3 separate regions of the Sus scrofa genome follow, and regions 2 and 3 are each linked to region 1. The links are chromatin contacts, called in public HiChIP or PLAC-seq maps. All regions are on one chromosome and are shown on one strand. Each heading gives the region's core, a stretch centred on a gene start, on an enhancer-like site or on the middle of the called end of the contact. The rest is flanking DNA. Distances are from core to core; before and after follow the strand shown. Region 1 holds the start of PHF5A (PHD finger-like domain-containing protein 5A). Region 2 holds the start of ZC3H7B (zinc finger CCCH domain-containing protein 7B). Region 3 holds the start of L3MBTL2 (lethal(3)malignant brain tumor-like protein 2).

The links. HiChIP or PLAC-seq counts read pairs in DNA pulled down with a chosen protein or histone mark.
Region 2: an H3K27ac HiChIP or PLAC-seq map of alveolar macrophages shows a contact between it and region 1. The contact joins the promoter of ZC3H7B here to the promoter of PHF5A in region 1. A contact is called at or near these places in 1 of 5 promoter capture datasets (liver), 2 of 47 Hi-C or Micro-C datasets (embryonic fibroblasts and liver) and 2 of 2 datasets of contacts at active chromatin or transcription factors (alveolar macrophages and skeletal muscle).
Region 3: a contact with region 1 is called in an H3K27ac HiChIP or PLAC-seq map of alveolar macrophages. The contact joins the promoter of L3MBTL2 here to the promoter of PHF5A in region 1. A contact is called at or near these places in 2 of 2 datasets of contacts at active chromatin or transcription factors (alveolar macrophages and skeletal muscle).

Annotation. Positions count from the first base shown.
Region 1 is chr5:7,069,767-7,072,466 of Sscrofa11.1, reverse strand. It overlaps PHF5A (PHD finger-like domain-containing protein 5A), which reads right to left and starts at 1,322. Exons shown (of 4, transcript XM_021091456.1): 1 at 905-1,322; 2 at 464-487. The coding sequence starts at 956. It overlaps ACO2 (aconitase 2), which reads left to right and starts at 1,444. Exons shown (of 19, transcript NM_213954.1): 1 at 1,444-1,508. The coding sequence starts at 1,473.
Region 2 is chr5:7,200,125-7,203,061 of Sscrofa11.1, reverse strand. ZC3H7B (zinc finger CCCH domain-containing protein 7B) reads left to right here and starts at 1,633. Exons shown (of 23, transcript XM_021091458.1): 1 at 1,633-2,225. It overlaps LOC110260635 (a long non-coding RNA gene), which reads right to left and starts at 1,499. Exons shown (of 2, transcript XR_002343885.1): 1 at 1,375-1,499.
Region 3 is chr5:7,276,169-7,279,071 of Sscrofa11.1, reverse strand. L3MBTL2 (lethal(3)malignant brain tumor-like protein 2) reads left to right here and starts at 1,439. Exons shown (of 17, transcript XM_021091462.1): 1 at 1,439-1,584. The coding sequence starts at 1,561.

The sequences.
Region 1 (2,700 bases), core at 73-2,572:
TGCAAGTACCTCAGGTCCTCTTCCTGCTATGGGTAAAAACACTATGTCCTTCTGACAGTGACTTTAGCCCTCTATTTTGGCATTATAAAATTGGTTTACCTAGCGTCCATTTCTCAATCTCCCCAACACATAGGAAAGCTAATCAATTAATATAAAGGGCTTAGAATAGCAGTCGGTAGATAAGTCTATATAATTGACTGGCAGAATGCTGTGTGTGTTGGGGGCAGGGTCATGCTACTTCTGGTCCAAAGCTAGAGGTTTTGTCAAAACCTAAATACAGTGCCTAAAATGTACAAGTTGGAGCGGGAAGGTGGCCTTTAGTTGCAGTCTGGCTTTGTATTAACATGCTTCCAATCATGTCTATCCAAAGCCCTCTTCGTGGCACCGCTGAAAATGTCCGTTGCTGCCACTATAGAAGCTGAGTGGGAGGGGTGGGCTGTTTGGAGAAGCGTGTTCCACTCACATTTTTCACACAGTCTTCCAATGGCTGCAAGATCAAAGGTGATAAAGAGTACAATTAGGATTAAGGTTTAGAAGAGGGGACAAAAGCCTCGAGCTTGAGTTGGGGACAGGTACAGGGTCTGCAGTGAGCCCTGAGAGGTCTTAACCATCGTATTCTCATAAACTTCAATCCGAACCAAATCCGCACCCTCGTAAGACCTCCCAGGTCCTGGGAAAACTGAGAATTTCTCTATCTCCGCAGCCCCTCTCCAGCTCTCAGCACGCGCGCCCCCGCCCCCCTTTCATCTGAGCCCACAAACCCACGCGCTCCTACACTACCGGCGGCGAGGCGGGAAACGGGGCGCCTCCGAAGCAACACCCTAAAGGAGTAATGGGAACCCCGGACTCTTAAGGTCCTAATACCATCCCCACCCAAACAGCCGGGGGCAGAAGACCGTCTCACCAACACCAGCCTGCTTGCGGCAAAAAATCAAGTCCGGGTGATGCTTAGCCATCGCTCGCGCTCAAACCACCGGAAGCTTAGGGAGCTTCCGCCAGACCTTTAACCCTGATTGTTCCTGCCTCCTCGTCGCCCTGATTGGTTCTCTAGGCGTCCATCAGCGTTTGCAATCTTTGCACCAAGCCCCGCTCATTCTCGCGTGATCAAAGCACTTAAATTCCGAAGACGAATTCCCGTTGGCAGTGGGGGAGTCAGGTCTTGGTAGGGGTGTGCGGGTCATTTAGGGAAAAAAAAAAAAAAAAACTTTCCCAGATTTGAATGGGAGGGACAAGTTGCAGAGCGCAAAGACGAAATTTGCACTTTGATATCTTTGTGCCGGGTATTTACTACCCCAACTTTTTAGGCAGCTCTCTCCCAATTCCCAGGTTGACTCTGGAGCTCCGCCCACGTCGCTCGCGGGAACGCCTTCAGCGTGACGCGTTTCTCCTCAGGTCACGCCCCTCACCGAAGGCCTTAAATAAGCCGCGTGTCACGTCACTTTCAAGCGACCTCATCTTTGTCAGTGCACAAAATGGCGCCTTACAGCCTACTGGTGACCCGGCTGCAGGTGAGCGAACCGAGAGCCCTCTAGGTTTACGGGGGCGGGGTACCTCTTTTGCGCTTGCGGCTATGGGCAAGGCAAGGCGAGGCGGGCCTGACCTCCGGCCGACTTTTCGCGTACCTGTCCCTTGCGCGGGCCCAGCGCAAATACCCGCTCCTCTGGCGCCCGAGGTCAGGGCGTCCCCGGCTCAGTCAGCTCTCAGCCCTGTCCCCGCCCCGCTGGAAGCAAGGGCCTAAGAAGCGGCGGCCGGGTGAAGAGTGGAGGCACGTCTTTCTCATTTTTGAGGACCGCAGTTTCTTCCCCCGTAAGGCTTTTTTTTTTTTTTTTTTTTTTCCTCCCCCGTTCCTCAAGGTGAGGACAAGGTGACTGGGGGGCGCGGTGGTTGGTAAGCGCGCTAGGCCCAGAGCCTGAAGGCCTCACTTTTCATCTCAGTAGCACAGAGTTGCTAGCCAGGTGCATCTACGGTTGCCAAACATGGAGTCTGTAGGGGGGGAAAAAAAAAAAACTATGACCTATTCCATCTTGTGGGGATCCTGCGGAACATGTACCCAAGAATTCGAGGGGGTGGGTTCCGTGCCCAGATGTAGCAAATAGTAATGATGACAGTAGTCTCTCAGCTTTGCACAAGATTGCAAGACTTAATTCCTCACCACATCGTTTGATTCATATCATCATTTCTGGAGATGATTATTTTTATTTGATAGGTGATGACGCTGTTAGAAAACAGGTAAAAGTTCTGCTCTCTGAGTCTTACCAAAGTGCTGTGGCCTGAGCATCTGCCCTACTACTCCCCATTCTCCTTGTCCCTTTCAGCCTGCCCTCACAGAACTTTTTGAGCCAGAGTGTGGTCCTGGAGCTGACATTTGTATTTGTGGGAGTTCCAGAATGGCGTATTTTGAGCTCACAATCAGTTGCTTTTCAGTTACTAGATGGGGAGGGTAAAAGAGACTCAACAGTTTGACCTTGACTGTCCTCTTTTGAACCATCTAGAAGATTGACTGACTGCCATTTCTTTTTTTTTCACTCCTGACTTGACAACCCTAGGAAGATGTTACACTCAAAGGTTCAATGTCAAGAACGTATTTCGTTAATAAAAAATCAAGCAAGCATTCTCCGACAACCTTTTACATTTAAATTTGTGAATCTACATTGGATCAAGTAGCACAACTATTATTGCAGAATTTAAAAAGAAGTAGTG
Region 2 (2,937 bases), core at 384-2,883, 130 kb before region 1:
AGATAGTTTAAGTAGTGGATGCCAAATTCAAGAGACAGGGCAGCAGAGGGGAGGGCTGGTGTGCAGGTGAATTTACCTTAAAGAAAGGACAGTCCTTTTTTCTTTTTTTAGGGCTGCACCTGTGGCATATGGAGGTTCCCAGGCTCAGGGGGTTGAATCGTAGCTGTATCTACTGACCTACACCACAGCAACACCAGATCCGAGCTTGCGCCACAGCTCATGGCAACACCGGATCCTTAACCCACTGAGCGAGGCCAAAGATTGAACCTGTGTCCTCATGGATGCTAGTCAGATTCATTTCCACTGAGCCTCGACTAGAACTCCCCATCCTCTTTTAAGGATGTGTGTTATTCCGCTGGCAACCCAGGATGGAGGAATCACCACAATGTTTACCAGCTAGTTCACTTGAGGCAAGGTGCGGTAGTCTAGGGAGTTCCCATTGTGGCGCAGTGGAAACAAATCCAACTAGGAACCATGAGGTTGTAGGTTCGATCCCTGGCCTTTCAGCGGGTTAAGGATCTGGTGCTGCCATGAGCTGTGGTGTAGGTCACAGACACAGCTCGGATCTGGTGTTGCTATGGCTGTGGTGTAGGCCAGCGGCAAACAGCTCCGATCTGACCCCTAGCCTGGGAACCTCCATATGCCACAGGTGCAGCCCTAAAATAAACAATAAAAAAAAAATTGAAAAAAAAATCTTAGTGTAGTGAAGGGAGGAGGAGTTTGAGAAATTCTGACAGTGCAGGTGCATTTTTTTCCCCCTTTCCAAGGCTCCCTTAAAGTAGATGATGAAAAGTAGAGGACGCCATGGGAAGGATACTCTGGAGTTAGAACTGCCACCTTGGACAAGTCACCTAATCTCCAAGCCTCAGCTCTTCATCTGCACACAGGCATGCTAAAACCCACCTTCCAGGGAGTTTCCATCGTGGCACAGCGGGAACGAATCTGACTAGCATCCACGCGGATGTGGGTTTTATCCCTGGCCTCACTCAGTGGGTCAGGGATCTGGCGTTGCTGTGGCTGTGGTGTAGGCCGGCAGCTGAAGCTCTGATTCGACCCCTAGCCTGGGAACTTCCATATGCCCTGGGTGCGGCCCTGAAAAAAAAAAAAAAATCAAAACAACCCCCAAACCATCTTCCAGGATTATGGTGAGAATTAAATAAGTAAACTGAGCTAGTTTCCTGTTCTTCCCAGCATTGATCACAGTGTGTTTAAAATTTGTCTCAGCATGTATCTCCAGTTCCTAGGGTTTTGTCTGGCACAAACGTAGAAAAGAGAACATTTGTAAAAATAAATCTGCTAGGCTCACAGCAGATCTTTAATACATTAATGTACACACACACATACATATATGTACATACATGCACATATACATACATGAGTGTAAAATGAAGAGGAGCCAGAACTCTCTCAGGAATCAATGGACCAGCGGTGGGAGGGTGGGATGACACCGTATTTGGAATCTGAAGCTCTGTATTCGAATCCAACCTGGACCTGGCCAGCTCTGCGGCAGTGCCAGGGGATGCTTGGAGCTGGTTTCTCTTTCCTTGATCTCCCCTTACCTTCTGGGTCTTCTAAGCAGTCTCAAATCTTTTCGGGAAAGCCTGTACAACAGCCGAAGGCGGTCCCGATGCCTCTCTGAGCCTTCGGTCCTCGTCTTTGGACCGAAGGCAACTAGGCTTTGGGGATGCCGTCAATGAAAGCATCTGGAGACCCGGGGGCTTTTTACCCACAGGAGGCAGGGCGGAGGCGCTGCCTTAGACCAGCATCCGCCCCGAAATGCAGAATTGCCAAAAGAAAAGCCCTAAGAGGGAAGGCCACTTTCAAAGAAAATAAAGGTGCATGCCAGGCATGAGCTTGCCACGGGGAAGGGGGACTTCCCCGCCCCCTCCGCCCCCAGGTGCGCAGCCCGCGCCGCCCACCCCCGGCGCCAGGCGAGGGGAGCCGCGCTCTAGGACCCGAGGAGGAAGAACTGCAGGGAGACGGTGCCTCCAGCGGGTGCTGCCGCGAGCGGCCGGCCGAGGGGGCTGGAAATGAAAGTAAAGCGCTCCGGAGCCACATGGACGGAGCTGCCGGGGCGGCGGCGCCGGGAGCAGGATGCGGCCGCCCGTAATTAAATAGCATTTACTCTTATTATTACTAATAATAATAACGTAATCATACCTCTAGTCATAGCATACCATTTATCGGGCTCGGCGCAGGCCCGCGGGGAGCGCAGCCCGGCCGAGGTGAGTGCTGTGTGCGGCCCGAGCCCCGCGGGGCAGAGGCCGGGGCCCGACTGCGAACTGGCGGCGGGCGCGGGAGGGCTCGGGGCGCCCGGGGACCGCGCGGGGCCGGGAGGAGGCGCGGGAAAACCTTGGCCAGGCCGGAGCTGCGCGGGGCCACCCGGAAAGTGGATTTTGCGAAAATAAAGAAACAGCTCCCCAATCCCGCTTTCCTCCTTTTTGGGGCTCCCCCTCCCTGCCCCCGTGCCCTGCCCCGAAGTTTCAAAGTTATCGTGCGGCCGGGGGCACCTGCCGCTGGGTGGTTTGGCCGCCTCGGCAACCCCCCCCCGCGCGGGGGGGCTTGGAATGTTCTTGAGCGCGGTGGGGGGTTCTCTCCTTCGCGTCCGGAGCTTTGGGGTGCGCGGATACTTTGAGGGTCCCCGCTATGGGGGTCGAGGGCGTTGGCTGGGGGGGGGTCGCTGGCCGCGCGCTCCTTCCTTTTGTGTGCGCCTTGGCCCGGCAGCGCGGGGAGTTGGAGGGACCGCAGCGCGGGCCGAGGACCGCGGCCGCCGACGGGCTGCCCCTGCCGGCTGCAGCGGCCACTCGAGCCCGGGGATCCGGGGCCTGTGGCCGGGCCCCAGGGAGGGGGCAGCAGGAAAGGGGGGCGCGGTCTGAGTAGGGGGGCATTTCCGGTCGCAGGAGCGGTCCCTGGGCTGGGAGGCTAGCGAGGGGTCCG
Region 3 (2,903 bases), core at 190-2,689, 210 kb before region 1:
ACATCTCAGACCAAACAGAATTTTATTCTTTTATTTTATTTTGGGCTGCATCATGCTCATGGCATGTGAAAGTTCCTGAGCTAGGGATCAAAGCCACGCCACAGCAGTGACCTGAGCCACAGCTGTGACAACACCAGATCCTTAGCTTGCTAGGGAGCTAAGTCAAGCAGAATTCTTTTCTTTTCTTTTTTTTTTTTGGTTTTTTGTCTTTTTAGGGCCACACCCACAGCCTATGGAGGTTCCCAGGCTAGGGGTCTCATCAGAACTGTAGCCGCAGGCCTACGCCACAGCCACAGCAATGCCAGATCTGAGCTGTGTCTTTGACCTACACCACAGCTCACGGCAACACCAGATCCTTAACCCACTGAGTGAGGCCACGGATCGAACCCACAGCCTCAAGGTTCCTAGTCAGATTCGTTAACCACTGAGGCACAAAGGGAACTCCAAGAATTCTTAACTCCAAACTCATTCATTCCTTGTACAGTTTCTAACCACTACAGAATATGGTCCCACTGTCTACCTATCCAGAGTAGACAGGCACCTTTACCCAGAGTCACTCTGGATTCCTCCCTCTTCCAAACCTACTCCAAACAATTAATTACTGCCTCCAATATATTTCTCAAATTCTTCTACTTTTTTGCCAGCCTTCTAAGTCTGGCCTGATTCAAGCCACCATCATCCTTCCCCTGGATCAGTACAAGTGCCTTCTAACTTGTCTCCTTGCTGCTTCTCTCTCTCTCTCTCTCTGTTTTTGGCCTCACCGGTGGCATGAAGAAGTTCCTGGGCCAGAGATCAGACAAGCACTACAGCAGCAACCAGAGCCCAGCAGAAATAACTGCTGTATACTTAACTCCTTTCTTTCTCTTTCTCTCTTTCTTTTTCTTTCCTTCCTTCTTTTCTTTTTTCTTTTCAGGGCCCCAGGTGGGGCATATGGAAGTTCCCAGGCTAGGGGTCAAATCGGAGCTATAGCTGCTGGGCCAAGCCATCCCAGATCCAAGCCACGTCTGTGACCTACACCACAGCTCACAGCGACGCAGGATCCTTAAACCACTGAGCCAGGCCAGGGATAGAACCTGCATCGTCACTGATGCTAGTTGGGTTCCTAACCAGCTGAGCTACAACAGGAACTCTAAGCACCCTAAATTTCTAATCAGGGAGAGTGCGAAATTATTCCCAGCTCCTGAACAGTGCGTATCTTAGGTAGTCAATGATGTTTAATGAAGAATGGGGTCAGAATGATGTAAACAGCTCTACGTGGATAAAGGGTAACAGTCCCCGCAAGCCGCAGCAGGGCTAAGGCGGGGGGCTTTCCCCTTCGTTGTGGCAACGCCCGCTTCAGCACGCACCCACTAGGGAACTACAAGTCCCACAAGCGCCCGCTGCTTCCCCACCTCCAAGAGAGGCGGGCCGGGGGCTAGCGCGGAACCGGCTTTTCCTCTTTCCCGCAGCCTGATTGGCCCGAGGCTCTGAGAGGCGGCCAATGAGTGCGCTCGGGAAGAGCGGCCAGGCCAATATGGCTTCCTGCACCTGGTGACGGTCGAAGAAAGGGTGTTAGGTCTCATGGAGAAGCCCCGGGGCGTCGAGGTGAGAGGGAGCGGACGTCTCGTGCCTGGGGAAGGGAACCCCGGGAGCCTCACTCGGTGGACCCTTCCTCAGGCCTTTGAGCGACGCCTGGAGGGTGGAGGGCGGGAGGATGGATACACAGGTAGTGAGGCTGAGCGGGCCGGAGGCGATTGGCCGTGCTTTTTGCTCGCGCGCCGCTGGAGCCGAGGAGTTGAGGGAGGAGCAGCCCCTCTGGCCTAGGGGAAGGGGAGTGGGGTTCAGGATCTGAGCGCTCCAGCATCGTCTTCCTCCTCCTTGTCTCGTGGCGGTGGTCTTTCGTGATCGTGAGGGAGGCCTGTCACATTCCGATGGGAAGTAAAGGAAGATTAAAGTTTCATGAACAGTCCGTTTATTAAAGTTTAATAAACAGTCCGTGCCTGGAGCGTTCACGTGCATTATCTCTCCGATACTCAGCAGTCCTATGTTATTGTCTGGTTTGCATGGTTCGAGTGGCTGAGGCTTAGAGAGGTGATGAGCCTTCCCAGGAGAGTCACAGGGCTGTAAAGTGTAGATAGTCACTAAGTCTGCCAAGTTCCAAAACTCGACCTGTCTTATCTTTTCCACTGTACCACAACCTGTAACCCACTCATCCAGTAATCATTTGGCTCCTGGTCACCTTACATTTGAATTTGGTGACCTTTCTAGCATATTTGCATATGTAGGTTTGTTTTTGTTTTGTTTTTGTTTGTTTGTTGCTTTTGAGGGCTGAACCCACGACATATGGCCGTTTCCAGGCTAGGGGTTGAATCGGAGCTACAGCCGCCAGCCTATGCCACAGCCACAGCCACAGCAACGCCAAATCCGAGCTGAATCTGGGGCCTACACCACAACTCACCACAACGCCAGATCCTTAACCCTCTGAGGGAGGCCAGGGATCGAACCCACAACCTCATGGTTCCTGGTCGGATTGGTTTCCGCTGCGCCAGGAGGGGAACTCCTGTAGTTTTAAATATAAAGTGGAAGAGCTCAAAAACAATACAAGGGTCAAGGAGAATAACCATAAAGTGGAGAATAAAAGTTATAACTCAGTTTTGAACTTTCAGTAACTGCTGGAAACAGCTAGACTTGAGGCATCTTAGCAGTGTTCACAGCAGTCCTCTATAGAAGGTGTTGTTATTATATCCTTGGTACTGATGGAGAAACTAAGAGCAGTAGGTTAAATATCTTAACACAGAATCCCACAGGTGATAATAAGTGGGAGAACTTGGATTCAAACTCAGGCAAATCTGGTTTGAGAACCCATGCTTTTAACCAGTAATGACTGCCAACATTTATTGAGCACTTGCTGTGGGCAAGTCAAT